Linked DNA regions of Mus musculus: all the other regions are linked to region 4. Evidence: chromatin contacts called from public HiCAR-type, HiChIP or PLAC-seq and promoter capture Hi-C data. All regions are on one chromosome and are shown on one strand. The core of a region is the stretch at or near the end of the contact, and the rest is flanking DNA. Distances in the headings are between cores, read along the strand shown.

Region 1 (3,440 bases), core at 550-3,049, 980 kb after region 4:
GCCAAGACCGCACGTTAGGGTTGTACACCACCATGCTTGCTTTTCCGAGAAAAACAGGCAAGGGAGAAGCAACAAGGCCGATGGCTCATTCCCGTCTTCATCCACCAGAGGCTGTAGGAGGGGTTTGCTTGATTCATTACCAACCTGCTAGGATGTGGAGTTAAGGAAAAGTTCGTTTGTTCATCTCAAAATAATGTCTTGGCTTTTGGATAAAATGGGACACTGAAGTCTTTTCTGTAATAGTCGAGGATGTAGGTAGTCCTTTCTAGGAAAGGATTAAAATTACTGAAAGGGATACTAGTGACTGAAATCAGATACTTTAGTAACTGTGGCAATAGAATAAATAAATAAACAAATAAATAAATAAATTTCTAACCAGTGAGCTAAGAAACAAGAGGCAAAACAAACAAACAAAAAAACCTCCAAGAAGCAAAAAGAAACAGGTGAGAAGGTAATGAGACGCCTTACTTACTAACACAGATGGCTCAGGCCTGGTGGGTGGGGCCCGCCTTTTGCATTGTCTACTTCTCTGCCAGGATGACCCTTAATATACACGCTCAATCTACTGTCACTCCTGGGCCAGGCTTAACTCACCCAGATCCAACTCTGGGCTAGAGCTATAAACTCCCAAGAAGACGTCATCATGTTTGAAGCCATTTCTGAAATGCGGGCATTGACTAGGCATTTTTGGGCACGCGGCCAGTGACATCAAGTCTTCTCCCTCCTGGAGTCATAATATTAATAACTTCAGTCCTGGAGGTGACTCCGCAGCTGGGAGATGCTATGGTAGACAGTTTCGGTTTAGACACTCAAAAGAAATCCATGGGCTCAAAGCCTCGGTGGCTTCTCAATGATAGCAAGTGAAGTCTAAGTTCCTCCATGCTGAGCGAGGCTGTGGGGGCCGACCCTCCCCTGCCAGCGTCACCAGGACTTGCTTCTCCTGCCCTTCCTGCCTTCTCTGTGTTCTCCCTCTTCTGAGCCTGCTGAATTCTCCCCTAAGTGCGCTCCTTTCTTGGCTGTCCACCTCACTCACGGCAGGCATTATTGACACAGTCTGCTTCCCCCGATACAGTGGCCACTATGGCTGAGGGCAGGGACTTTGTCTTGTCTATCACTGTCTTCTCAGCTGTTCCAAACAGTAACTGACACACCACAGAGCTTATAAAACACACGAGAAAGGGCACCGGGGGACCTCCCAGCTCCAGGTTAGAACATCACTCATCTTATTTCTTTGTAGGAAAAAAAATGTTTTTTGTTGTTGTTGGTTTTTTTTTTTTTTTTTTTTTTTTTTGTAAATGGAAAGCCCATGCCTGTGCCCTTTGAGAGCACCCTCTTGTTTTCAGTAATGTCATAAAACTGTGAAAATTTTCCAGTTGATCACCAACTTCCAGCACAAGTGTCTCCAGGGGAAACCCATACAAAACAGAGAATGGTTTCTTACAGCCCAAGGAGCAAACTACTGGAAAGTCCCCCTCCGCATCCTGCCATGTCTGGTCTCTGCACATATACCAGGAGTTGCTACTGACATGTGGCTAAACACACATTCCTTTTGGTTGCCTATTGATGGTTTGAAGACCGAATAAGGCCCTTACAGTTATTTCTAGGATGAGGATAATGGGCCTCTAGGTTCTTGCCAGCCTTCTCTGTAGCCCAGAGTTACTCCATGCCTTCTCTTGGAGGACAGAGCCATAAAGGCAGAGAAAGCCTTCCCTGGAATCCCAGGGACTAGGGTCTGACATCATGTCTCTAAACACTGCAGGAGAAGCACACTGACCCGAGATGCCCCTTGGAGTCCTCTGGCTGCTCGTGAGCCAGGCTTGGCTGGTGATGTCTCCTGAGAGAGGCTGACCCAGCTGCTCTGTGAAGACAGGAAACGGGGGAACATCTGCAGGTCCAATAATGAGTGGCTTTCCTGGGACAGTTTGCACTGTACCATATGAAAGACTATCCCATTCAGCACAGAACTGTCCCCTTCACAAGTTCTACTAGATACTTATGTAGGTGGGAAAATGCATATAGAGATCTTATACAGGACCTTAACTCCAGTGCATATGTAAATATAAAGTAAGTACATATGTTCCTTGACTTACAAGGTTGCAGTTAGACACAACAATGGTGTGACTACAAATAGCAGACACATATTGTGTGCCTCAAGAAGTTATAGGAAGGATTTGGGCGTTTTCATCATAAACAAATGGTGTTTGAGGAGAGACATGTCTAAATGATTTAAACATTACAGATATCTAGACATCTTTCCATTAATATGTATCTGTTAGAATGTTTTATGTATCAGTTCGAAAATATACTTTAAAGAAGAGTTGTAAATTACATGCAATCAACTAAACATCCCAGCTTAGAAACTAAATCTGCGGTGGCTCGTCGCTTGCTTCCCCTCACCCTTCAGAGGCTATCAGTGGGTTTGCTGCCATATCCAGGACTGTACCCAGGAGACTGGCAGTCAGAGCATGGTCGATGTTCTGGAAACATTGGTTGCACCTCCTTGCCTGACTTTCCAGAAATATAAATATTCCATCAGTGAAAAGGGTTCCTTTGTTCAGGTTGGGAGGGAAATGAGAAAGTTGTCAGAATAAAAAAAAAGAAAAAAGAAAAAAGAAAAAAGAATCAACGCTAACAACAAGGGTGGGGGGAAGCTGGGGGTGGGGGAGGGGTGCTGGAGAGATGGCTCAGAGGTCAAGAGCCCTGACTGGTCTCCCAGAGGTTCTAAGTTCAATTCCCAGCAACCACATAGTGGCTCATAACCATCTGTAATGGGGATTTGATGCCCTCTTCTGGTGTGTCTGAAGACAGGGACAGTGTACTCATATACATAAAATAAATTTAGGGCCTGGAGAGATGGCTTAGTGGTTAAGAGCACTGACAGCTCTTCCAAAGGTCCTGGGTTCAAATCCCAGCAACCACATGGTGGCTTATAACCATCTGTAATGGGGATCCGATGCCCTCTTCTGGTGTGTCTGAAGTGCACTTCCATATAATAAGTCAATAAATCTTTTTTTTTTAAAAAGAACTTCATAAAATAAATTTAAAAAATAATAAAGCTGGCTGGTAGTGGTGGTACACGCCTTTAATCCCAGCACTTGGGAGGCAAAGGAAGGCGGATTTCTGAGTTCGAGACCAGCCTGGTCTACAGAGTGAGTTCCGGGATAGCCAGGGCTACACAGAGAAACCCTGTCTCGAAAAACAAACAAACAAACAAACAAACAAATAATAATAATAATAAAGCTGAGATGTTATAAAGGGATGGTAGGAAACCACGTTGCCCGACAGCAACCATTACACGTGGGTTGACCAGAACCACAGCACGCACAGGGGTCACAGCAACGCTGCAGAAAAAGGACTTCTCCAAGGGCATCTGCCCAGTATCTTCCAGCCTCAACTGAAGCTACTCTTGTTATCAACCACAGTGGCCAGAATATTGTTTC
Region 2 (3,557 bases), core at 1,048-3,547, 930 kb after region 4:
GATGCCTTTTATTCCAGACTGAGTTCCCCATATTTGGGGGACAGTAAATCTGTGAATAAATGGAACACACTGAAGTGATTTCACATTTAGCTAAGAAAAGTCAAGTTTCCCTGACTCAGCATACAAAGGAGGCAGCTCCGGGTCAGGGCGAATTGATCTTTCTTAGACTATTTCGGATGAACCTGGATGGCCACACCCTTCATCTTGAGGAGAGGTACACAAGGTTGGGGACATGGGGCAACAGTGCCCAGACAAGTTGCTATTGCTTCTTGGAATCCAGGAGTGTCCAGACTTGGCACCAGGCTCCCATCTATTCAGTGACTTCCTGATGATCAAACCATGAAAGTCCCTTGTGCTTAAATTATCCAGAACTCGTTCCTATCACTGTATCCAAAGAGTCAGATTTACTCGAATCTAAGATGTTTCCTAGTCTTGCCGCTGTTTTGCATATTTAGCTCTGAGTTATGACACCTTGAATTTACTATTGCATGAGATATTACTTTCAGGATGTCAATGTCATCCTAAACCTACAAATTAATGCAATTACAAGACATCATATTAGCACGATTATTATTTATAATCCATCTTGTTCCCAAAGAATTTCATTGTGTTGAATTATCCTAGAAAGCTACAGCAATGAAAAGTACATTTAAAATAAGGGATAACAGAGAGAAGGGGGGGAAGAGGAGAGGAGAGGAGAGGAGAGGAGAGGAGAGGAGAGGAGAGGAGAGGAGAGGAGAGGAGAGGAGAGGAGAGGAGAGGAGAGGAGAGGAGAGGAGAGAAAGTAAGAAAGAGCCACTGGAGACCCTAACACATAAGACTCTTCCTATGCTAGCTCCACAACAGGTACAGGTAAGATGCTACATTGGGGCTGCAGGCTACACTTGTTGCCATGGTACCCGGCAACATTTTTTCTTTTAATATACTTTAAATAGGAACTGTTTCAACTGGCATTTGTGCTAAAAGCTTACAATCTCTGTACATTAAAGTGGGACCAGGAGATCATTAAGCAAGTGGCCTAGTGAACTGACTACTGAACTACACAAAAGAATATATGTGCCTCAAGTCTTTGTTAGTGCTGTAAGATGGTGAAACTCTAGAAACATCTGCTGTTTCCGTTCCGTTCCATTTCCTCCCCTCCCCCCTTTTTTTGTTAATAGAACACAGAAATCCTTTAAGCTGTAATGCTTTCTTTTAAATTAAGGATGACTTATTTTGCTCTCTACAGTGGATGGACATCGGAAACCTATTTTGCAACTCATTATTACAAATTGAAATATTGCAAATGGAAGAGGGCAGTCATTAAGAACACAAGCCTGTAGTGAACCTCGGTGTAAATCAAACATTATTTTTCATTTTATTATTTTACTGATGAAGGGTTTCCATATATTAGAGACGTTAGTTCCCTCTTGCAGTTCTCATAAAGCGAAACCCAGATTTTAAATGCAAACACTGCATAAAGATATCGCTCATACATAGTAACACAGTAAACACAATCATAAGATACTGATCTTCATTATTGTAATGATGATTTTCCCATTTTAATATTTATTGCTCCCCACCACCACCTTATCCAAAAAGGAGCTAAGGCAACTATTGAACACATCACAAGTGCCATCTAGTGCTTTCTTTGAAAATAACATTTTCCCACTTCAAAAGGGAGAAAGAACACTCAAGATGCTGAACGCCCCTAGTCCAGAGAGGGGTGGAACAGTTATTTCCTAAAAGTGGGTCTGTCTGTTTCCGGTCACAAAAGCTTTTGGGCAGAATGTAGAAATAGGAGTCAAGGAAGTAGAGTCAGTAGAGTCATTCGGCTCTCCGGGTACTGCTGGGGCATCCACAGGTGTAAACAGCTACATAGAGGACGTCGAAGGAAGGAGAACATGCAAGGCGTTTGATGAAGAACTCGGCACTGCTTTCAGAATTTCTTCCAGCTCACGACTTCCGTCACTATTTTGTGTAGTCCCACCCCCACGCTCCCATCCCCCACCCCTGACCCCCGCTCTTCATCTTTACTGTACTGGGACATCTCACCAGCACCACGAGGTGCCTACTGCAGACCCAGTGCTTCTGTGGAGGAAACACACATGAGCCTTAGTCTCTGCTATCGAGGGAACCAGGTAAGTCTTCACCCCAAACCTCAGACACATCCCCACCCTTCTGCAGGCGCCTCCGGGGTTGTTTTCTCCCGTCTGCTGTGGGTTCATTTTCCTCCTCCTCCCTGGAGAGTACCACAGCCTCACCCTTGGCTGAAAAGCTGCCTCCAGCTCTCCTTCCTTTGCCTAAAGAGTTCTCAGGGCTCATCAGACTGTGGTTAGGGATCTGAGCCTGGCTCCCAGGACCTTCCAACAATCACTCAAACTGTTCAGAACAAGTCTCTCACTGCCCCTACCCCTTCCAAGACCAAACCTCAAACCTCATACTAGAGAGCAAGCTATCGTTCCTATCTTAAATTGCAGGATTGCCTTCGGGTGGCTTTTAAATGTTGTTTGGGGTGGCACTTTGCTTTTGGTTTTCGGGGTTTGTTGTGTCTTTTGGCCATTTTCCTTTATAACATGTGTACCGTTTCCCAGATGTCTCTTCGCATCTGGTCACTCTGTCGCTAATTCCTCTCCTCCAGGAGTCCGTTCTCACCTCAGGCGTGCAGTTGCCACACTGAGTCAGACTGAAACTCCTTGCTTTGTGGTATGCTTAGCTGTCTCCTGGCTCTCGGCTCCTCCTTTCTAGGCCTTTTGTTTTGCTACAGAACACTTTCAAACGACTTCCCCAAACACGCATGTGTCTGAAGCCCCTTTCTGAGGACTTTCTGGCTTCCAAGCAGGCTACACAAGAGCTGGGGCCTTGTGGCCTTCTCACAAGGGGCTCTGGTAGAAGTCCTGCAGCCATTAGACTGATGTTTTTGGAAGCAGGGTGACTATTTCTATTTTACCCAATCAAATCCAAACTGTAGGCTTGGATTTTTCTCTAACCCTACTTTATTTAGGATTCTTGAACTCGTCAACGCTTCCTTCTAGCCCACCAACTAGAGGTTGGGGAGAAAGAAGGTTAGTAGGAAGCGGGGTTGTGGACCTGTTTAGAAGTAGTTCCTTGGGGGGGGGATTCCACCCTTCACTGTCAGGATATCAGCAGTCCAGTCCAATAGCAAACACCAAACACGAACTGCATCTCGATCCAGCAGAAACTGCAAGGCTCCGCTGAATTGGCATGAGTCAGCAGAGGCAGCCAGAAGCAGCTGGAATACCACAAGAAGTTCTTTGACGAGTTTCTCTCTACGCAGTGAAGATCAGAGAAGCCTCACGTGGCATCACAGTGTAAGAACAACCTCTCACTGTCTGTGGGGTTCCATTTAGACTCTTCCCAAACATCACACACTCTCTCAAGCATCTGCTCCAGCAAAACATCACATGCCCTCCCACGTGTCTGCTTCAGCAAAACATCCTCTCACAAGACAGTTTCCAGAAACACACACACACACACACACACACACACACACACACACACGACATAGTTGAGTTTCCAAAGAAACTAGAAATTTCCACTTCACCAAACACTCCATT
Region 3 (3,554 bases), core at 344-2,843, 860 kb after region 4:
GTTTCTTTTCATATGCTTATTTCCCATTTGTATACCTTCTTTGCTGAGGTGTGTAGATCTTGGCCATGCTTTTTATTTACTTATCTTACTAAGGAGTTTAAACTTTTTTCTCTAATTTAAAATGTTGATTTCATGTGTATGAGTGTTTTGCCTCCATGTATATCTGTATGAAGCACATGCCTGGTGCCCTCAGAGGGTGTGAGATCCTCTTGAACTGGAGTTATAGATGGCTGTGAGCCATCGTGTGGGTGCTGGGGACCAAACCCAGATCCTGTGCAAGAGCAAGCACTCTTACCCCTGAGCCATCTCTCCAGCTCCTCCCAGCACTCAAGTCTAAACCTCTTAAGAGCTCATTGTTCTTAGGGTAAAGTCCTTAACAAACGGCAGCAACAGATACTCAGGTTCATCATCTTGGCCTCCCTTTCTTAGGAGTAGTTCTTTTTAGTCTTAGAACTTGCTGAGTGAGTGTCTTAGGCGTTTCCCTTCCATAGAATCAAGATTATATGTGGCTCCAAATTAGTCATACATTTAATTATTTCATAGTGGAATAGAAGTTCCATGAAAGCTCATTGTTCAGTATTATATTTGGATGCTTTGATATTATATAATATTTGCTAAATGAACATTCAAATACCAGTGGAAAGAATTTAGGGAAGTGGGATATCATTTGAGATGTAAATGAATGGAATGATTAATAAAAAAAAGAATTTAAACAGGTCTTTCTACAGAAATGTAAGGTTGAATAAATTAGCTAGCTAATTTATCTGTATAACTCAGTAGCCACTGAAATTTCAAACCCAAAAAATACAAGGATTATATGGATATGTGAGTTAACTTGTAGAGATTTTCACTGCAGGATACTCATTGTGGGATACTCAGTGTGGATACTCAGGTTGGTAGTTAATGCCTTGGAGTATATTTTAGAAATTTTAATGTTTTGTTAAATTTCATCTGTTGTAAAAATAAAAAGTAATAAACTTATTTTACATAAATTGATTCATTTGATCTTTGATAAAAATATGTTTATATATTAAGCTCCAAAACATTTCCTTAAAAATAATTGTACAGAATGAAATTTTGGAAACAGTGTTTCTTTTTGTAAAAGTTGTTTTGTTTGTTTGTTTGTTTGTTTGTTTGTTTTGAGACAGGGTTTCTCTGGATAGTGCTGGCTGTCCTAGAACTTGGCTCTGTAGACCAGGTTGGCCTTAAGACTCAAAAGATCCACCTCCCTCTGCCTCCCAAGTACTGAGATTAAAGGCATGGCCACCACTGGATGGCTACTTCTAAACAGTATTTTACAAAATATTTTTACACTGCTGGGCCATGCCTTCCTTTAATTTCAGCACTTAGGAGGCAGAGGCAGGTGGATCTCTGCGTTGGATGCCAGCTTGGTCTACAGAGTGAGTTCCAGGACAGCCAGGGCTACACAGAGAAACCCTGGAACAACAGGTTTTATCACAGTGATCATGGAAATATAAAGCCCATCTTTCCTTGAAGAACGCTAAGATCTTATGAGCATGGACTGTGCTTCCAGCACCGCCCGTCATCTGAGCACGGATGCCCAATTTTACAAAGTACTTCTAAAAGTTGTTTACTGGCCACGGCCTGATTACTCCAAACTGCAGAACCAGGTCATGAGATCGCCCCAGGAAACTCACTTAAGCTTTGTCGTGACTTCAGAGTGTCCCGGGACTGAAACCTAGCAGAATCGTCGGCAATCCAGCAATTGATGGCAGCAGATGCAAAGTTCCACAGCCAAGCATTAGGCAGAGCTTACAGAGTCCTGCAGAGGAGGAGGAGGGGGAGGGAGAGGGGAAGGAGAAAGAGGAAGGATCCAGAGAGCTGGAGAAAGGAGAACCAGAGGGTCAGGGCCACCATGAGAACAGAATCAACTGACTGAGGCTTATGGGGGCTCTCGGAGATCAGGGAGCCTGTCGGGATCTGCATTTATGTTATGGGTAATTAGCTTGGTGTTCTTGTGGGAATTCTAAGATTAGGAGCTCTCTCTGACTCTTGCCTACTTGTGGGATCAGACTTAGATTTTTCAAAACCTACTTTAACTAGGGCTCTTTTTTTTTAAAAAACTAGGGTTCTTCCCCACTTTCTCCTCTATAAGTTTCAGTGTCTCTGGTTTTATGTGGAGTTCCTTGATACACTTAGATTTGACCTTAGTACAAGGAGATAGGAATGGATCAATTCTCATTCTTCTACATGATAACCATCAGTTGTGCCAGCACCATTTGTTGAAAATGCTGTCTTTTTTCCACTGGATGGGGAAAAGCCTCGAAGATATGGGCACAGGGGAAAAATTCCTGAATAGAACAGCAATGGCTTGTGCTGTAAGATTGAGAATTGACAAATGGGACCTCATAAAACTGCAAAGCTTCTGTAAGGCAAAAGACACCGTCAATAAGACAAAAAGGCCACCAACAGATTGGGAAAGGATCTTTACCTATCCTAAATCAGATAGGGGACTAATATCCAATATATATAAAGAACTCAAGAAGGTGGACTCCAGAAAATCAAATAACCCCATTAAAAAATGGGGCTCAGAACTGAACAAAGAATTCTCACCTGAGGAATACCGAATGGCAGAGAAGCACCTGAAAAAATGTTCAACATCCTTAATCATCAGGGAAATGCAAATCAAAACAACCCTGAGATTCCACCTCATACCAGTCAGAATGGCTAAGATCAAAAATTCAGGTGACAGCAGATGCTGGCGAGGATGTGGAAAAAGAGGAACACTCCTCCATTGTTGGTAGGATTGCAAGCTTCTACAACCACTCTGGAAATCAGTCTGGTGGTTCCTCAGAAAATTGGATATAGTACTACCGGAGGATCCCACAATACCTCTCCTGGGCATATATCCAGAAGATGTTCCAACTGGTAAGAAAGACACATGCTCCACTATGTTCATAGCAGTCTTATTTATAATAGCCAGAAGCTGGAAAGAACCCAGATGCCCCTCAACAGAGGAATGGATAAAAAAAATGTGGTACATTTACACAATGGAGTACTACTCAGCTATTAAGAAGAATGAATTTATGAAATTCCTAGGCAAATGGATGGACCTGGAGGGCATCATCCTGAGTGAGGTAACCAAATCACAAAAGAACTCAAATGATATATACTCACTGATAAGTGGACATTAGCCCAGAAACTTAGAATACCCACGATATAAGATACAATTTGCGAAAAAACATGAAACTAAAGAAGAACGAAGACCAAAGTGTGGACACTTTGCCCCTTCTTAGAATTGGGAACAAAACACCCATGGAAGGTGTTACAGAGACAAAGTTTGGAGCTGAGACAAAAGGATGGACCATCTAGAGACTGCCATATCCAGGGATCCATCCCATAATCAGCCTCCAAACGCTGACACCATTGCATACACTAGCAAGATTTTGCTGAAAGGACCCTGATATAGCTGTCTGTGAGACTATGCCGGGGCCTAGCAAACACAGAAGTGGATGCTCACAGTCAGCTATTGGATGGATCACAGGGCTCCCAAATGGAGGAGCTAGAGAAAGTACCCAAGGAGCTAAAGGGAT
Region 4 (3,666 bases), core at 894-3,393:
TCCCAGTTTTCGCCCCCTCCTGGCTGGCTGCTCCCCCCAGACTATACCATCCATGGGGGCAAACAGGGGCACCCCAGCCTGTTAAATCCTCCACTGTCTTTCTATCAGGCCTGGAATAAATGCAGAGATCTTTTATAGCTAGGAAGCTCCAAATGTCTACTTTCTCTTCCTCTTTTCCTGACTTTCAGTAGTAGAGATGGGGACTCTTGGCTGCTTCATACTGTTCTGGAACCAGATGCCAGTCTGCCTGAAACTAGTACTTTTTTCCTGTCGCTTCCTTTCTGACCACTCAGATTTCTGGCTGTATATCACCAGCTTGTATAACTATTGTAGAAGTATGCATTGTTCCTTTCCTGTCTTCAGCTTTTCACTGTACTTTCTTCCTCTTCCTCCTCCTCTTCTTCCTCTTTCTCTTCTCCTCCTCCTTCTCCTCCTCCTCCTCCTCCTCCTCCTCCAAAGTATCATACCTGAAATTCTCTTTTGTATCTCTGCTCCTCCATCAGAGTGTACACTCTCTGGACCTTGTATCCTCAGTACTCAGAATAGCACCTGCTTACAACCTTGCACTCAGTTAGGGGCAGGACTTTGAACCGCCCTGATGGTGAAGCCCAGAGGATATACATTGTCTGCAGGACACACACAAGCACAGAAGTGAAAACTTTAAGGAAACAACATGCACACGTCCTGGGCTCACATTGGATTTCGTTGAAAAAGAAATGCAGGAGCACAGAGAGACAAGCCTGTTCCAAGAAGAGTAAAAATGCTCAGTGTAGAACATTACCCAGGCAAAGTGGCCCGGATGCCCCCTTCGTTCTGTGACCTCACATGGTCAGTTCTACTTGCACAAACCATATTCACAAGAACATTGTACTAAGGACAATTTTAGGTCTCCATCCACATACTTATTCATCCAACAAGTGTTGGTTGAACTCCTGGCTGCTACCAGGAATTTTGCCAAACAAATCAATTAGCTGCTTCTCTTGATGCCTAAGTTGGAGACTGGAGTTCTTTGTCTCTAGCACAGAGGGAGGGTGACCCCTGGGCAGCTCCTTCCAATCCATTGTCTTCCTCGGTTATTTATGTCTTTATGGTCAGTACCTAGAGAGGTGTGTGTGTGTGTGTGTGTGTGTGTGTGTGTGTGTTGCGCATGCTCTCTTCACAGAAAAGGACTGTGGCAACATCAATACTAAGAGAAAAGTTTTGAAATAAGGGGGAATGCTTACACTTCAAGAAATGTTTTAAATCTATGATTATAATTAAAGCTCTTTTAAAAAGCACCCAAGGTTTTTCGGTCGTTGCTGTTTGGGTTTTTTTTTTTCCCCCTGTGTTTTACTCTTTAAAAACAGGGGAGCCTCGTTTCATCCCTGTGCCGGTCTTAGTGAGAAGGGCTATAAGAAAGAAAGAAAGAAAGAAAGAAAGAAAGAAAGAAAGAAAGAAAGAAAGAAAGAAAGAAAGATCTTCTAACTAGCTCTGGTTGTTCCCAATTTTGCCTGGAGAAAAATGGACAATCCACAGTGTAATCGCCTGCAGCTTTTATCTCCGAAAGATAAAGCTCTAAAGACTTTTACCCTTCGGAGAGGCTTTACTCAACTGAAGGGCTATTTTTAAACCCACGCCGGAATCTTTCTTGAAGCAACAGGACTTAACTGGTCTATTGACTACATATAGATAGTGGTGTGGTTGCTAGATAAGAGGTGCTATGCTCTCAGATATTTGTGGGTGGTATCCCCGTTCTGTTCTTTAACATTTTTAAGAGATTAAACTACAGCGAAAGTGTGAACGCAGTAAGAGGCTCTACCAGCCTTACAATCTCCCGTTTTGTATGCAAATCAGACGGCCAGTCTCAGGACCTCGGCAGCCACTTTCGCGCCACTTCCCAGGACCGCGCAGCTTCATAAAAAGCCAGTGGCACTGAGTTCCCACAACGCCACTGTTTCATAGAACATTCAGCAGTTTCCGAGGACACTCAAGGTTATTACAACCACGAGAACCGCTTCTATTTTTTTCCAGAGCTGGGACGCTTCGGGTACCGCTAAAGAGGTCATCTTAGCTGGCAGGACCTGCGTCCCGGCGCGGGAAAGCCGGTGGCCCCGCCCCTCCGGCGGCGGAGTGCGCGCCCCGCCTCTGTCCCGGAGCTCGGGTTGTTCGGGCTCTGAGTGCTGGTGTGTTCCGACGAACTATCCCCGTTCCGAGTGCCTGGGTACCCGCCGCCAACATGGAGGCTCGCCGCGCGCGGGTGAGGCCCGGCCGGGTGCACCGGGGCGGGGTTGGTGGGTGCTAGACACGGGCGGGTCCGGGCCACTTCCCTCCGACTCCGCGGGTTAGCTCCGCTCACTTGTCCCACGCGCTCCTGATTGTCGCCAGGTTGAGGGAAATCACAGATCGATTTTCTTATAATCTTTGCACCCAGGATAACTCAAGGCCAAGGTGATGCGCCCGCCGGCGCGCACGGAGTTGCCAGCGTTCCCGGAACCTGCGGCACGGGCGCTCATGCTCCACGTGCGCGCGGAGGCCTGGGACTCGCCGCTGGCCATCCTGTCTGGCGGTCGTATCCCAGCCTTCCACCTTCTGGGACCTCACCCTGCACGACCCGCTGGCGGCGAGTGCGTTGTTACCTACGCGTGCACTAGTGGCCCTGGGATCGATCCTCTTTTGCTCTGCGTCCCCTTCTAACCACTCTGGATCTGCGGGTTTAGCGTAGATGGCCTTGTGAGCATTTCTTGAGAACTTGGGTTGTGCACGTGGGGGGAGGTATTGTTTTAGTCCTAGGCTGTGGTCAGATGCAATTTTGGGGCCCAGCGATGCAAGTCGTGTGCCGCGACCGTTTAGTAACCTTCCCTGCGTCCCCCAACTCCCCACCCGTCCCACCCTTTTCTTCCCGGCTTGCAGCTGCGAGCTGGAACGTAACTCTTTTTGCTCCAACGGAAGCCAGAACTTATGTCCTGCCCTGGAGTGGGTTGAAGAGTGGGGGGATGGGCGGAAAGGAAGACAGTGACGTGCTTCAAATAAATATCGGGTTCGGGGGCCCTTGTGGCGAGGTCTGAGTGGGTAGACGGAGTCGTGGTCTCATAGCGGATCTCCGCGCGTGGGGAAATGGGCTTGGAGTTTGGCTTGCCTTGGTGCATATTTGGACACCTGACTGGAGGAATCGACTTCACCTCTCCGCACTTCAGTTTTCTTACTTATTTAAGTGATGGTAACGTCGCTGCAAAGAATTAAGCGAACATCAGTACCAAATCTGCCGTCAAAGAACACTCACCGTAAACAGAATTAAGAGTTACATCTGCCAAAAAAGTTCACCCCAGGCACGACCTTTGGCTCTCCTTTTTTGTGTGTCTTTTCCATCGAAGACATACTTGCCTGGTGAATGACTGACCGTTGGCCTGTCCTGGCTTGTTAAAGATTAGCCTCTTTTCCTGATGGCTTTTGATTGACTGCCTCCCCTGAGGCTGACATGGAGTTAAATTGATTAGTAGAGTGTAGAGAATTAAAGTCATTTAAGGAGCTGTGTGCCGTTTTGGGGATTTCTTAGTTCTTTGCATTTTGTTGCACCTTATTGCCTTGGACTTCCTCTACCAGAAACCTGGGCAGACTTTTGAATCCCTTTTAACTCCTAACTCTCCACCCACCGCCTCGAACTACTGTTGTAAATACAATATTTGGTAG
Region 5 (3,416 bases), core at 393-2,892, 890 kb after region 4:
TTCAAGTTTGTTTATTTGTTTTGTTCTTGATCCTCCTGCCTCAGCCTTCTAGGCGCTGAAGTGATAGTCATGCTCCACCACACCCAGCTTGTTTCAAGTTCTCACTTATACGTGTGGCACTTAGTAAGTTCCATAAGGCTACAGAATCTGAGGACTTCAGGAAGAAGCAACATCTATTTCAAATTAACACTTTAATTTCGTAGGTAAGGGGGGGGGACGACAAGGGCTTGACTGAGTTGCACAGCATGGGGCAGAGTGGTGTAGAGAGGCCACCTTTTGAGAAACATGAGGTAAAGTTCTGAAACTCTCCTGGGTTCATATGACGTACTTTTCAGGATCTGGTAATAATATGTCTATAAGAAAATTTCAGTCTTTTTGACGTCTTCAATGATAGTCACCTCTGTGTCCACCATATAATTAAGTAGTCCTGTTCTTCAGAACTTAGATTTCGACTTACAGATTAAGTTTGAGCCAAGTGAAGGACAACTGATGTTATGGCTTACAGTCCAATGAGGGCTCTCTAGCAGTCTGGAGAGAGGTAGTGAGATAACCAGCCCAAAACCCTGTCTGTGGAAGTAACTGGCACTAACCTTAAACAAACAAACAAACAAAAAAGAAAGCAAACAAAGAAAAAACCAGCCTGGGGAATTCTGATGTACATTTTAATCTGTGAGCTCCCGTAGGAAATTAAGATCCTTCCTTGTACTTTAACACTTTCAGTTAGAATTAACATAAGTGGGCACCGATCACTAACGTTTTAAACGAGAATTAACATAAACAGATGCCTAGGTCCTTGTGCAGGGTTTGGGTCTCCTACTCTGTGAAGAACTGCAGCTGTCCGACGACAGCCTGGCACCCCTTGCTGGGGTTGCTGAGAAGATCGGCTTGAGTCCATTCAGCTCTTTGGGCTTTCGTAATTTACAACATGAAATATTCAAACGGCACCAGCACGAAGGTGGAGAAGATGACCATTAATACATTTAATGTATATTTGAAAGTGTTTAACTAGTGCATAAAGTTTGGGCCTTCACTGACTTAGGACTTAGCTGAAGTGTTAAAAAAAAGCAATAGGTTTAAAGGGAGAACAAAGCAGGCAGCTATGCAGGAGGGCAGAAATGGTAAAGATAATTTATAAACCAATCTGAAAATGACTGGACATTAGATTTTCAAATACACTGAATGGCTCTATAATTTTGTCTTTTTTGGTTGTGAGCCTGGCCTTGAACAAGTGAGCTATAAAATTGTGCTGTATTTATAATAATCTGATGATCACAGGTCACCTTCACTGCACCAGTAAACTCCTAAGTTCTTTAGATTGATCTCAGCATGTATGTTTGAAGGTCTGGGAGGTAGCTGGGGCTTTGTGACAGATGGATCTATTCGTTCTTCTATTACTCTCATTACATATTCCATCTGAGTAAATGTAAGTAGACATCAGTTCGGGCCGCCTATACTTGGGATTTACAGTCTCTAGGATCTTTTAGCTTGACATCTCATGATAAGCCTCATGCTATGAGAGGTATACTTGCTCAAAGAAGCACAAGCCATCTTCTGTTGGCTGTGAACCAGTCATGTGGCGATCCCTCCCCAGAGCACTGCTTCACTTCAAAAGGCTCAGACAGGACACGCTTTTGATCCTTAGGGCATGAAATCAAAGGTCTTCCCCCTGACAGTCACTTCCTGGCCCTTGCTTATTAACCACTGTACAATGTCCCTTCTGGTAGCATTTTACAATTTCAAGTTTGTGGTAGGAACACAACATTTAGACAGTGCATTTCACAAACATACCATATTGTCTGCTTCTAAGTGAAAATCTAATTCCAAAATAATAATTTTGGAGCCAATTGAAAAGAATATCCTTTCTCATTGGGTCCTCTATTTTTACATTAAAATTTTATTTGACTTTATAGGAGTTTGCTTGCATGCATATCTGTGCACTGCCTGCATGACTGGTGCCCATGGAGACCAGTAAAGGCCTTTGGATCCCCGGGAACTAGGGTAACAGATGGTGTGAGCCTCCACATGGGTGCTGGGAATCAAACCTAGGTCCTCAGGAGCAGTCAGTGCTCTTAACCACTGAGCCATTTCTCCAGCTCTCCACATCCTTTTTCTAACTTACTTTTCTCGTTCTTATATGGCCTCGTTCCCTCTCTTGAACAACTAATAGATTTCCATTCACTGAGTGTCTGCTATATACCAATCATAAATATCCATACTTCATATCATCCTCAGAGTATCTCTGTAACGTGCTGCAAGCCAGCTTTAGGAGAAATGAAACAGGTGACCCAAAGGTAGTTAATTTGTAAGAGGCAAAACCACAGTTTGCCATTCCATAGGACCCCAGCAGTGAGCTCTGAGACACATCTCTTCTCTGCCCTTTTGCACCTGGTGTCTTCAAGGGGAAACTAGGCTGACATGGGCCTAAAGCTAATGAGCTGGACAGAAATAGTGTACTCAGCAGGTAATTCAGCTTTGCAGATATAATATGTGTGTGTGTGTGTGTGTGTGTGTGTCTGTGTGTTTGTGTGTGTCTGTGCTATCAAGACTCCAAATTGATCAGTAGATGCTGAGGTCTTTTAGAGAGGGGATGGGACAGACTTTAGCAGTCTTTTTATGAGCCAACTTACCTGTCCACAGATAGGTGCTGTACAGGGAGCTGTACAATAAAACAAACACCAAAATTTGTCCAACAAAATTTTTTTCTTTAACAAAATTCCATATCATCATTCCAGCACAAACAATAGTCTAAAGAAAAAAATTATTGAAAGATTTTTATAATAGCTAAAAGTAAATCATATGACTTAATACCATAACAAACTATTGATCTAATCAAACCCATTAAAGTTTTATTCACAGAAAATAATCATTCTTTTAAAACTATTGCTGATTATCAACTATTTATTGGTTTCACTAAAATTTCAAGCTTTATGACTAAAAACCCGTTTTCCATAGAGCCTTTAATGATGTACATATTAAATGAAAATAAAGACTATAAGTTTTAGCCTTAGATTTAATAGGCAATGTTAAACTTCTTTCCATTATGGCCACATGCTGGGGAGTAAGTTCTGAGTTCTCTTTGTGTTATTGTTTCAGTCGCCGAGACAGTCTTACTCAGACTGATGTCACTTGGCCACACTTCTGCTTCTGCCTCCTAAGTGTTCAGAATTATAAGTGGGAGTCACCACACTCAGGTAAGAGTTCATTTTTTAATGATTCACTTGTTTGTATTTTTAAAATGCAAAGTTGACATTGATTGCCATTATTAATGTCAAATTTTAAGACATGTTATAATATTTAACATATAAGCACTAATGAATTCTAATTAAATTATATCTGATCACATCTGCTAATAATTTTGACTTTGTAACTGAAAAAAAAAAATCCAAGGAAGCAATTGTTTCTCACGCAGTGCAATA
Region 6 (3,727 bases), core at 356-2,855, 910 kb after region 4:
AATAGTAGACATACTAGATATTCCACAAAGTTACGAGTTTAGAATGTGTTATGAAGTTACCAGCCTCTGTTTCATACCCAGCAATTAAGAGTTGAATTGAGTTTGATCTTAAGTGGCTATTGACAGTGAAGGTGATGGCCAAGAGGTTTAACAACTTCCAGGTTCAACTTCCAATTAACTGAAAATTAAATGAAACTTTTTAAAAGTAATCTGTCCTTTTCCCCCTTTCAATTTTTCCAGTGTTATAAACAGTTCCCGAGGCAAATGAAAGTTAAAATGACTTCTAGTCTGACATAATGTCACACACCTGTAATCACAGCACTAGTGAGGCAGAGGCAGGAAGACCATGGGTTCAAGCCCAGCTACAAAGAAAAGCCAGCCAGGACTTAAATTAGCAGCTGTCTCAAAATAAGGAAGGGAGAAAAAAAAAAACTAAAAATAACTCTGAAGTTTTATCTCATACCATTTTAAACATGAAAACAAAACAAAACGAAAAACCGCTTCTTATGCACATTTTAAGATTAACAAGAACCACAACAAAGGAAGTTTTAAAAATGTCATCCAGTCCTTTAAACTACAAAAACAAGACTTGTTGCAGAACAAACAAGTTGTCCTATCACTGGAAAAGCCAATTCACTGGGCCAGACACTAGAAAACGAAGTATACAAACCATCTAGTCGCATTACATCTGACTTAGATAACATGACCAAAGCACTGAAATTGTAGGTTAAATGCTATTAAGTTCAAATGTGCTGCAGTACTGACTTGAAAGAAAAAGCTTTAAACTGAGGCTGTTCTCTTCTCAAACACTCCTATCCTTTAGACAGGAGAAAAGCCTAATGCCTTGCAGCACTATAAAAAGCACTCTTCAACATCAACAGGCACTCCAGTCACTGCCTTTTCCCTTGTCAATCTGCAGGATCAGACTTTGGCCCGCCAAGATAAGGAGTGCAGAGTCCCTGACCAAATAGATGATACCGAGGGCAGCTGACACCCGTGGAAGTGGAAAGCCAGGGCATGGGAGTCACAACGTCAGGTGCTCCGTAAAGAAGTATGGGAGAAAATTTGGCGCAAAGATCCCGAGGTGCTCAGGAGGGGCAGACACGAAGGCCACCTTGGGCTAAAGTAAAAAGTCCGAGATGACAATGTGAGCACACGTGCAACGGGGTGCTTCGCACCCTGGGGACCGCAGCTCTGGCACCAGAGGGGACAAGTCGTCCCTTGTGAGCAGACCATCTCCAGTGTTCCCGCAGGTTTCAGGCGCAGGCTCTGTGGAGCAGAGGCGGACAGGCGCAGCAGCTAGCCGAGGCGCCAGGGCAGCCTGGCGCTGCCCACTGGTCCGGACCCCAGGGGCAGGGGCCATTGCAAACGCAACTGGGGCTCATCTCACCTGCTAGGTCTGCAGCTCCGGCTGCAAGGAGAAGGAAGCCGATGCTCACAGAGGGCCAAGCAGCGAGCACACCGCCGTCATCTCCCGCCCCGAACCCTCTTGTAGCGGCGTGTGCCAGCGGCAGATGCCCAACCACGTTCCGAGAAAGGGAGGGGTGAGCCGCTGCGGTCCTGTCAGCTACCTTAGGCGTCTGCAGCCCGGTGCCTCCTCCCCGCCTCCGCCCCGCCTTCAGGCTCCGCCCCTGGCCTGGAGGTCAGAGAAGCCGGTCTCCATTCTGCCGTGAGGCCCCGCCCCCAAGCTCAGGACATGGCCCCGCCCCGCCCAAGGCCCCGCCTCCAGCATGGAGGTCCGCGTTTCAAATCTCCACCCCGCCGTCAGGCCACACCCCTAAGCTCCAGTGCTACACTGCACTCCGCCCTGGGGCTCCACCCCAAGGCCCCGCCCCTAGCCAGAAGGCCCGAATGCGGGTCTCCACCTCGCCTTTAGGCCCCGCCCCCAAGGACAAGCGACACCGCTCCACCCCCGGTGCCCGAGGCCACACAGCCCAGTCCCTGCCCTTATGCTTCGCCTCCGCCAAAGCCACTTGGCCGCCGGTCTCCCGTAGCTGTACTTCCGGCTTTTCTCTTCCCACAAGATGGCGGCCGGGTGGGGATTGGCAGTATTGGTTTCCTCCGCCTCTGCTCAGACTCAGGAAGGCCTGTCATCATTTCGGTTAACCTCAGCTTCCAGTAATCCTGTCAATTCCTCTCCTGGTTAGCCTCGTCATTGCATAGTATAGAGTTATAAATGCAAGGATGTGAGTTCAAACCCTGCCTTCTACCTTTCCCAAGCTAGCATGATCTTGACCTTCCTAAATCAAAAGAGATTAAAATATAAGCTTTAGTTGTGTGCTTGATTTAGAATACATTGCCAGCAGCGACTGCTTCTTTTTCTGTTGTGGAGGAACTCTGGCTGTATGCTCTTAGTTTACAGACAGGAATCTCCTAGTATTCTCGGAAGTCTACTGGGGCTTCTCGAAGTCAACGTGTGAAAATGAAGACATTTTCTGAAACAAAAAATATTTCTAATTTAAAGCCTGATCTCAGTGATTTTGTAAGTATTTCTTAAAAAGAAATCTTGCTTTGCAAATTTTACTGTTTTGTCTGGCCACTACTATGTCCTATTAATCTGTGCAGTTTTAGTACAAAGTACAGTACTATTTGCACCTTTAAATTAAGTTACTATATGGTTTACTAAGAAAATAAAAGCCGGGAAGGGAGATGGGATGGGGGAAGGGGGTTCCGAGGGAAAATGAGGAAAGGGGATAAAATTTGAAATGTAAATAAAGAAAATATGTAATAAAAAATGGGAAAAAAAAAGAAAAGAAAAGCCAAGAGCTGGCTTAAGGATATGAAGCCTAAGGAAAGGTGAGCAGAATTGAAACTATTTTTTAAAATGTAGCTTACTCCCTTTTGGTTCATTTTTTGTCTTTCTCACTTTTAACTATTAACCTAACTGCAAAAAAAAAAAAAAAAAAAAAAACAATACATCTGTTATCTCAAGGCTAAATGGATTCCTGCCTTGAAACTATGAACATTAGTCAAACTAAATATTTAGTGAACTTTGACTTTTAAAGGATTATTGAAAGACAGGCCTAGAAAGGAAAGTTAAGGCCAACCTGTAGGAGTTCCTTGTGTTAGCTTAGCTTAGTTTATCCTCTGACAGCACAGTAAGATTGGTACAATTTCCCCACACTGGAACATGTCAGTGGATTTTGTGCCTTATGATCTGGAAGCCTTCCCAGGATAAGTGGAGAGATGAAAGGCAGAAAGGACAGTATGGTGACTTTGGGACTAGCCAAGACAAGGAAATAACCTACTCTGGGCTAATGGTAGTACAAATGGAGTAAGTTTGAGGGGTGTTACAGAAGAACTGTAGAGCCGGACAGCTGAGAGAGGTAAAGAAGAGGAGGTGGGGAACATTAAGTTTGTTCTCATCCACTAAAATAAGGAGAAAGAAGCCAGGTAGAGAGCTTCTAATAGATTTCCCAGCTGTGAAATTCTGCTATCTGGAAATGAAGAACTATTTCAATGCGCTTACAAAGGAGGAAGGGGCTACAAAGAGTGAATTTGCTTCTAGACCTAAAATTGGAAACCCTGAGGCATTATCTATAACAATCTCTTGGACTTATCCTTCCTTCCGTCAGAGGCGCTGGGAGTTTAGACATCTGATTAAAACCCCTTGGGTCAGATCCCACTCCTGGAGGGAAGAATGAAGCGCTTCAGTGTTCTGTGAGCTGACAGTTCTTAAGAAGGCATCAGCACACGTCCATGTGAGTGTACAAGGTTATGTCAGCAA
Region 7 (3,463 bases), core at 178-2,677, 930 kb before region 4:
GTTGTTCCGGACGTGCCCGCTTCCTAGAGAAAGCAGGCCATCTCCCACCTTGCTCACCTGAGTTTGGGTGAGGCCCAGGGACGCCGCCAGCTCGGCTCGCTCTGGCAGGGCCAGATACTGGGTCTTCTGGAAGCGTCGTTGAAGGGCCGCCAGCTGGAAACTGGAGTAGATGGTGCGTGGTTTCCGGACTTTCTTTGGCTTCCCGTTCACTATTCGGATTTCAGGCTCAAGGTCTTCCTTGTCTGCAACGAAAAGTGAGTGGTGAGCACCCACCGTCCAACCCCGCGGTCCTAAAGTTCGGAGCGGAGGCCTTTAGAGACTTGAGGAGGCCTTCCCAACTTCAGCACGCGCCGACTGGCCTGGCCACGGAACCCTGCAAGGGACCCGGGGGAGCTGTGCAAGAGAGAAAGAAGAGGCGGGCAGCAAAGCTATGCGCTACCCACAGCATGCCAACTGGCCCAACCGCCCACCGACTCTGTCCCCCGGAGCGTGGAGAGGCAGAAACTGCGATTCGCGTGCAGTTGGAGATTGGGCAGAGTTCAGGGCGGGAGCAAGAGATGCACAGAGTGCAAGGCTAGAGCTCCGGACTGCCCCCCACCCCATGCTTACCCGGTCCCTCCCCGTGACTTGGGCACCCTAGATGCTTGCGATGCTTACCCGGCTCGTTGTTGACCGGAGACGAACTGGTGCCGTAGGGCGCGTAGGAGGTGTACGCGGCGGTGTAGCCCAGGTCGTAGCTGCTTTTGGCGGAGTAGGAGACATTGTTGAGGCCGCTGGCGTGGTACTGGTAGGAGCCCATGTGCGCGTAGGGCGAGGCCCCCCCGCCGCCGCCGCCCGCCGGGTGCTGCTGGTTGGTGTAGTAGCTGCTGTCCGTAGCCGTGGACACCGGGAGGGTTGGCGACTCCTGGGGCTTGTGCAGGCTGCTGTTGCTGCTGCTGCTGTTGCTGTTGCCGCCAGGGCCGGCGCCCGCACCGCTCGGGGGCTGCTGGTGCTGGTGGTACGTGCTGGAGGCGGTGATCTGGGTCGAGTGCATATCAGCCACCAGACTGTCAAAGACTCCAGTCATCCTGACCCGGGACAGGAAAGAGCACGGGTGGCGGGCGAGAGGGGGATGCGAGGCGCCTCCTCTGTCTATCTCTCCGGGTCCCTTCCAGCAACCAATGTAATTACGGGGAGGGGGAGGGAGAGGAAAACAAGAAATGAGGCTACGGTCTAGGCGCCTCCTCCCCTGGAGGAGGCGATCACCGTGCGTGGCTCGGGACCGCAGCTGCTGGCCGCATCCTTCCCGGGCCTCTCGGACCTCTCGGCTCCTGGCCCGGCTCGGGCGGGGGGCGGGCAATGGAGGGGGCAAGAGCGGTCAGACCCGGTAGGGGCTCCAGGAGGCGGGAGCAGGTGAGCGACCCCCGAGCAGCTTTACGATTGTCTGCCGGGCAGGCTCCTGCAGGGTGGGCATTTAACACTTATCACGTGACCGCGGGCAACGTCACCTAGCAACAGCCAATCAGAAGGAATGAGCCGCGGGGCGCCGGGAGTCCGCGACCGGGCGGCCCCGGGACCCGCGTGTCACGTGGCGGGCAAGGCGGCCGCGGTGGGTGCGTGTACAAGCACTGCAGAAAGTGGGTACCCGATCTGGAGCTGGATAGGGTGCGGGATGGCCCGCAACAGGACATAAGGCTCCGGGAAAGAAATGGGGTCTCCCACCTTACTCTGCTTTCAAGAGCCAAGTCTAACGATTTACATCTCTTGTCCAACTTCGCCTTAATCAAATAAAGCCAGGAAGAGGGCCGAGCCAGCTCTGTCTCCTTTTTCTCCAGATACTTTTCCTCGAGGTGCCTGGCTCGCACTACTCTTGTCAGCCACTTTGCACCTGACGGGCAATTGATTTAAATTATCCATAAACCGCGTATAATAACCTATGCTTCCCAAACTACCCACAGAGATATTACGACAATTAATTGGATAATGTTTAACGTTTTTCCTTTTTGCTTGAGAGAAGAGCTCTATAAGCCCAAAGGTATTATTACTAGTAATGTATTTGAAATCACTTTTCCTCATACACATAAAGGTCTCTAGTAATGACGCACATCTGAGCCACTAGCTGGAAACTGATTCTGAGGTTCCCTCCTTGGGAAAGGTAGGCCAGACTAGACAGCCTTCAAAGTCGTTTGCATTGGTGTTTTTATGAAAAGGGGAATGAAAAAAAAAAAGAGATACTGAAGTAATATTAGAGATTTATCAAGATTCATTATCACACGTTTTCTTGATATAAACAATAAATATAAGAAGTTTTATTTTGTCTACTTTATTTTACATTTTCGTGTTCTAGGATCTTACTCCACTGTTGTAATTTCTTTCTCTAGGTTTCTTTCTTTATTTTTATTTTTCTTCTTTCTTTCTTTCTTTCTTTCTTTCTTTCTTTCTTTCTTTCTTTCTTTCTTTCTTTCTTTCTTTCTTCCTTCCTTCCTTCCTCTCTCTCTCTCTCTCTCTCTCTTTCTTTCTTTCTTTCTTTCTTTCTTTCTTTCTTTCTTTCTTTCTTTCTTTCTTTCTTTCTTTCTTTCTTTCTTTCTTTCTTTCTTTCTTTTCCAAGTGATGAGTTCCCCTCTCTGGTGGTTGGGATTTTCAAAAGAAGGGTGATGGATGGACTCAGCGCAGTGATGGACTCTCAAGTTTGAAGATTGCGGTAGCGCCTGCTTTGTGGCGCCACCTGGTGGACAGTGTAGGAGGTTGTTACAGGCCTGGTAGACAGTCTAATCACGCCCAGGCGCCAGCCTCTGAAACCCCCCAAAAGAACAAAATAGTAATTAAAAGCCACAAAATTGTGCTAGTGCGCGCCATCTGAAGCATCCCTTCCTAAAGACATAACATGTCACTGAAAGAACTTGTTACAACAACTGCCTAATGGAAAACAAGTTGATACTTTAAAAAATACGATCTTTGGTCTTCCCCAGAAAAAGCAAGTGTGTAATTAAAACTCCAGCATTCACACAGCGGAATAATGAGGCAGGTAATGCGCCTTCCAGTCTGCCTGGATTTAGTTCTCAGCCACTTGGCTAAGGAAGGCCTAGAGAATGGGGAAGAATGAGTTTTATTAGAAACGCTCCCTGGTGGGACTCGCCTGCACCAGACCAGACCCTCCCTACTGTATTGACTTTAAACTGCTTCCTGCCCCTTTTATGTGCATCAACGGTATCTCAAGGTTTTTAATCCAGATTGCCTTTTAGCGACTCGATTTCAAGTCCCTGTGCTCTGACACCACACGAGTAGCTGTTTTGCCCTAATAAAAGGAAAAAAACCAATCAAAATTAAAATTAAAAATCAGAATCAGAATTAAAAATCTGATTGCGCTTTCTCTGCCCCTTTGTTGCCAATCAAGCCTGTCCTGAAGGCATACTGGTGGTGGAAAGTTTTCTGCATTCTATTTCTTTCTCAATCCCCAGAAACAGTGTAAACTCAGGTGAGATTT

The links. HiCAR-type assays count read pairs that join an accessible place to other places. HiChIP or PLAC-seq counts read pairs in DNA pulled down with a chosen protein or histone mark. Capture Hi-C pulls out chosen DNA fragments and counts their contacts.
Region 1: a contact with region 4 is called in an H3K4me3 HiChIP or PLAC-seq map of pro-B cells, with 2.9 times the contacts expected there. The contact joins the enhancer-like site here to the promoter of Cdca7 in region 4. A contact is called at or near these places in 7 of 39 promoter capture datasets (the 3T3-L1 cell line, the C10 cell line, the HPC-7 cell line and 4 more) and 6 of 115 datasets of contacts at active chromatin or transcription factors (embryonic limb bud, embryonic stem cells, large pre-B cells and 2 more).
Region 2: a contact with region 4 is called in an H3K4me3 HiChIP or PLAC-seq map of the 230-238 cell line, with 8 times the contacts expected there. The contact joins the enhancer-like site here to the promoter of Cdca7 in region 4. A contact is called at or near these places in 14 of 39 promoter capture datasets (the 3T3-L1 cell line, the C10 cell line, HPC-7-derived erythroid cells and 8 more), 12 of 115 datasets of contacts at active chromatin or transcription factors (the 230-238 cell line, T-cell acute lymphoblastic leukemia, astrocytes and 7 more) and 1 of 9 other capture datasets (adipose tissue).
Region 3: a contact with region 4 is called in an H3K4me3 HiChIP or PLAC-seq map of bone marrow-derived macrophages, with 5 times the contacts expected there. The contact joins the enhancer-like site here to the promoter of Cdca7 in region 4. A contact is called at or near these places in 6 of 39 promoter capture datasets (cranial neural crest, embryonic stem cells, frontonasal cranial neural crest and 3 more) and 8 of 115 datasets of contacts at active chromatin or transcription factors (bone marrow-derived macrophages, embryonic basal ganglia, embryonic forebrain and 5 more).
Region 5: an H3K27ac HiChIP or PLAC-seq map of large pre-B cells shows a contact between it and region 4, with 5 times the contacts expected there. The contact joins the enhancer-like site here to the promoter of Cdca7 in region 4. A contact is called at or near these places in 4 of 39 promoter capture datasets (the 3T3-L1 cell line, liver and pre-B cells), 4 of 115 datasets of contacts at active chromatin or transcription factors (astrocytes, embryonic forebrain, embryonic stem cells and 1 more) and 1 of 9 other capture datasets (embryonic stem cells).
Region 6: a HiCAR-type map of astrocytes shows a contact between it and region 4, with 4 times the contacts expected there. The contact joins the promoter of Gpr155 here to the promoter of Cdca7 in region 4. A contact is called at or near these places in 19 of 39 promoter capture datasets (the 3T3-L1 cell line, 3T3-L1-derived adipocytes, the C10 cell line and 13 more), 11 of 115 datasets of contacts at active chromatin or transcription factors (T-cell acute lymphoblastic leukemia, astrocytes, embryonic basal ganglia and 5 more) and 3 of 9 other capture datasets (adipose tissue, liver and macrophages).
Region 7: a contact with region 4 is called in a promoter capture Hi-C map of liver, with 2.2 times the contacts expected there. The contact joins the promoter of Dlx2 here to the promoter of Cdca7 in region 4. A contact is called at or near these places in 2 of 39 promoter capture datasets (hippocampal neurons and liver) and 4 of 9 other capture datasets (adipose tissue, embryonic stem cells, embryonic tail and 1 more).

What each region holds. Positions count from the first base shown.
Region 1 is chr2:73,458,537-73,461,976 of GRCm38.p6, forward strand. All of the region lies in intron 1 of Wipf1 (WAS/WASL interacting protein family, member 1), which reads right to left. Among named protein-coding and RNA genes, the nearest start is that of Wipf1, 69 kb to the right of the region's middle. Within about 2 kb of position 1,800, at least 36 of the 459 cell types and tissues checked have an H3K27ac peak or open chromatin away from gene starts, as enhancers often do. A contact at or near this core is called in pro-B cells, where this site is marked.
Region 2 is chr2:73,401,969-73,405,525 of GRCm38.p6, forward strand. The region is part of intron 2 of Gm13707 (a long non-coding RNA gene); the gene reads left to right. Among named protein-coding and RNA genes, the nearest start is that of Gm13707, 17 kb to the left of the region's middle. Within about 2 kb of position 2,298, at least 17 of the 459 cell types and tissues checked have an H3K27ac peak or open chromatin away from gene starts, as enhancers often do. A contact at or near this core is called in the 230-238 cell line, where this site is marked.
Region 3 is chr2:73,336,823-73,340,376 of GRCm38.p6, forward strand. Scrn3 (secernin 3) reads left to right here. Exons shown (of 8, transcript NM_029022.1): 8 at 1-985. Among named protein-coding and RNA genes, the nearest start is that of Gm13709, 19 kb to the right of the region's middle. Within about 2 kb of position 1,594, at least 6 of the 459 cell types and tissues checked have an H3K27ac peak or open chromatin away from gene starts, as enhancers often do. A contact at or near this core is called in bone marrow-derived macrophages, where this site is marked.
Region 4 is chr2:72,474,076-72,477,741 of GRCm38.p6, forward strand. Cdca7 (cell division cycle associated 7) reads left to right here and starts at 2,144. Exons shown (of 9, transcript NM_025866.3): 1 at 2,144-2,236. The coding sequence starts at 2,216.
Region 5 is chr2:73,364,854-73,368,269 of GRCm38.p6, forward strand. It overlaps Gpr155 (G protein-coupled receptor 155), which reads right to left. Exons shown (of 17, transcript NM_001190297.2): 8 at 2,628-2,745. It overlaps Gm13709 (a long non-coding RNA gene), which reads left to right. Exons shown (of 4, transcript XR_866433.3): 2 at 3,094-3,191. Among named protein-coding and RNA genes, the nearest start is that of Gm13709, 9.3 kb to the left of the region's middle. Within about 2 kb of position 1,643, at least 10 of the 459 cell types and tissues checked have an H3K27ac peak or open chromatin away from gene starts, as enhancers often do.
Region 6 is chr2:73,384,875-73,388,601 of GRCm38.p6, forward strand. It overlaps Gpr155 (G protein-coupled receptor 155), which reads right to left and starts at 1,606. Exons shown (of 17, transcript NM_001190297.2): 1 at 1,391-1,606. Gm13707 (a long non-coding RNA gene) reads left to right here and starts at 1,976. Exons shown (of 9, transcript XR_866430.3): 1 at 1,976-2,482; 2 at 3,576-3,701.
Region 7 is chr2:71,545,327-71,548,789 of GRCm38.p6, forward strand. Dlx2 (distal-less homeobox 2) reads right to left here and starts at 1,428. Exons shown (of 3, transcript NM_010054.2): 1 at 658-1,428; 2 at 58-242. The coding sequence starts at 1,066.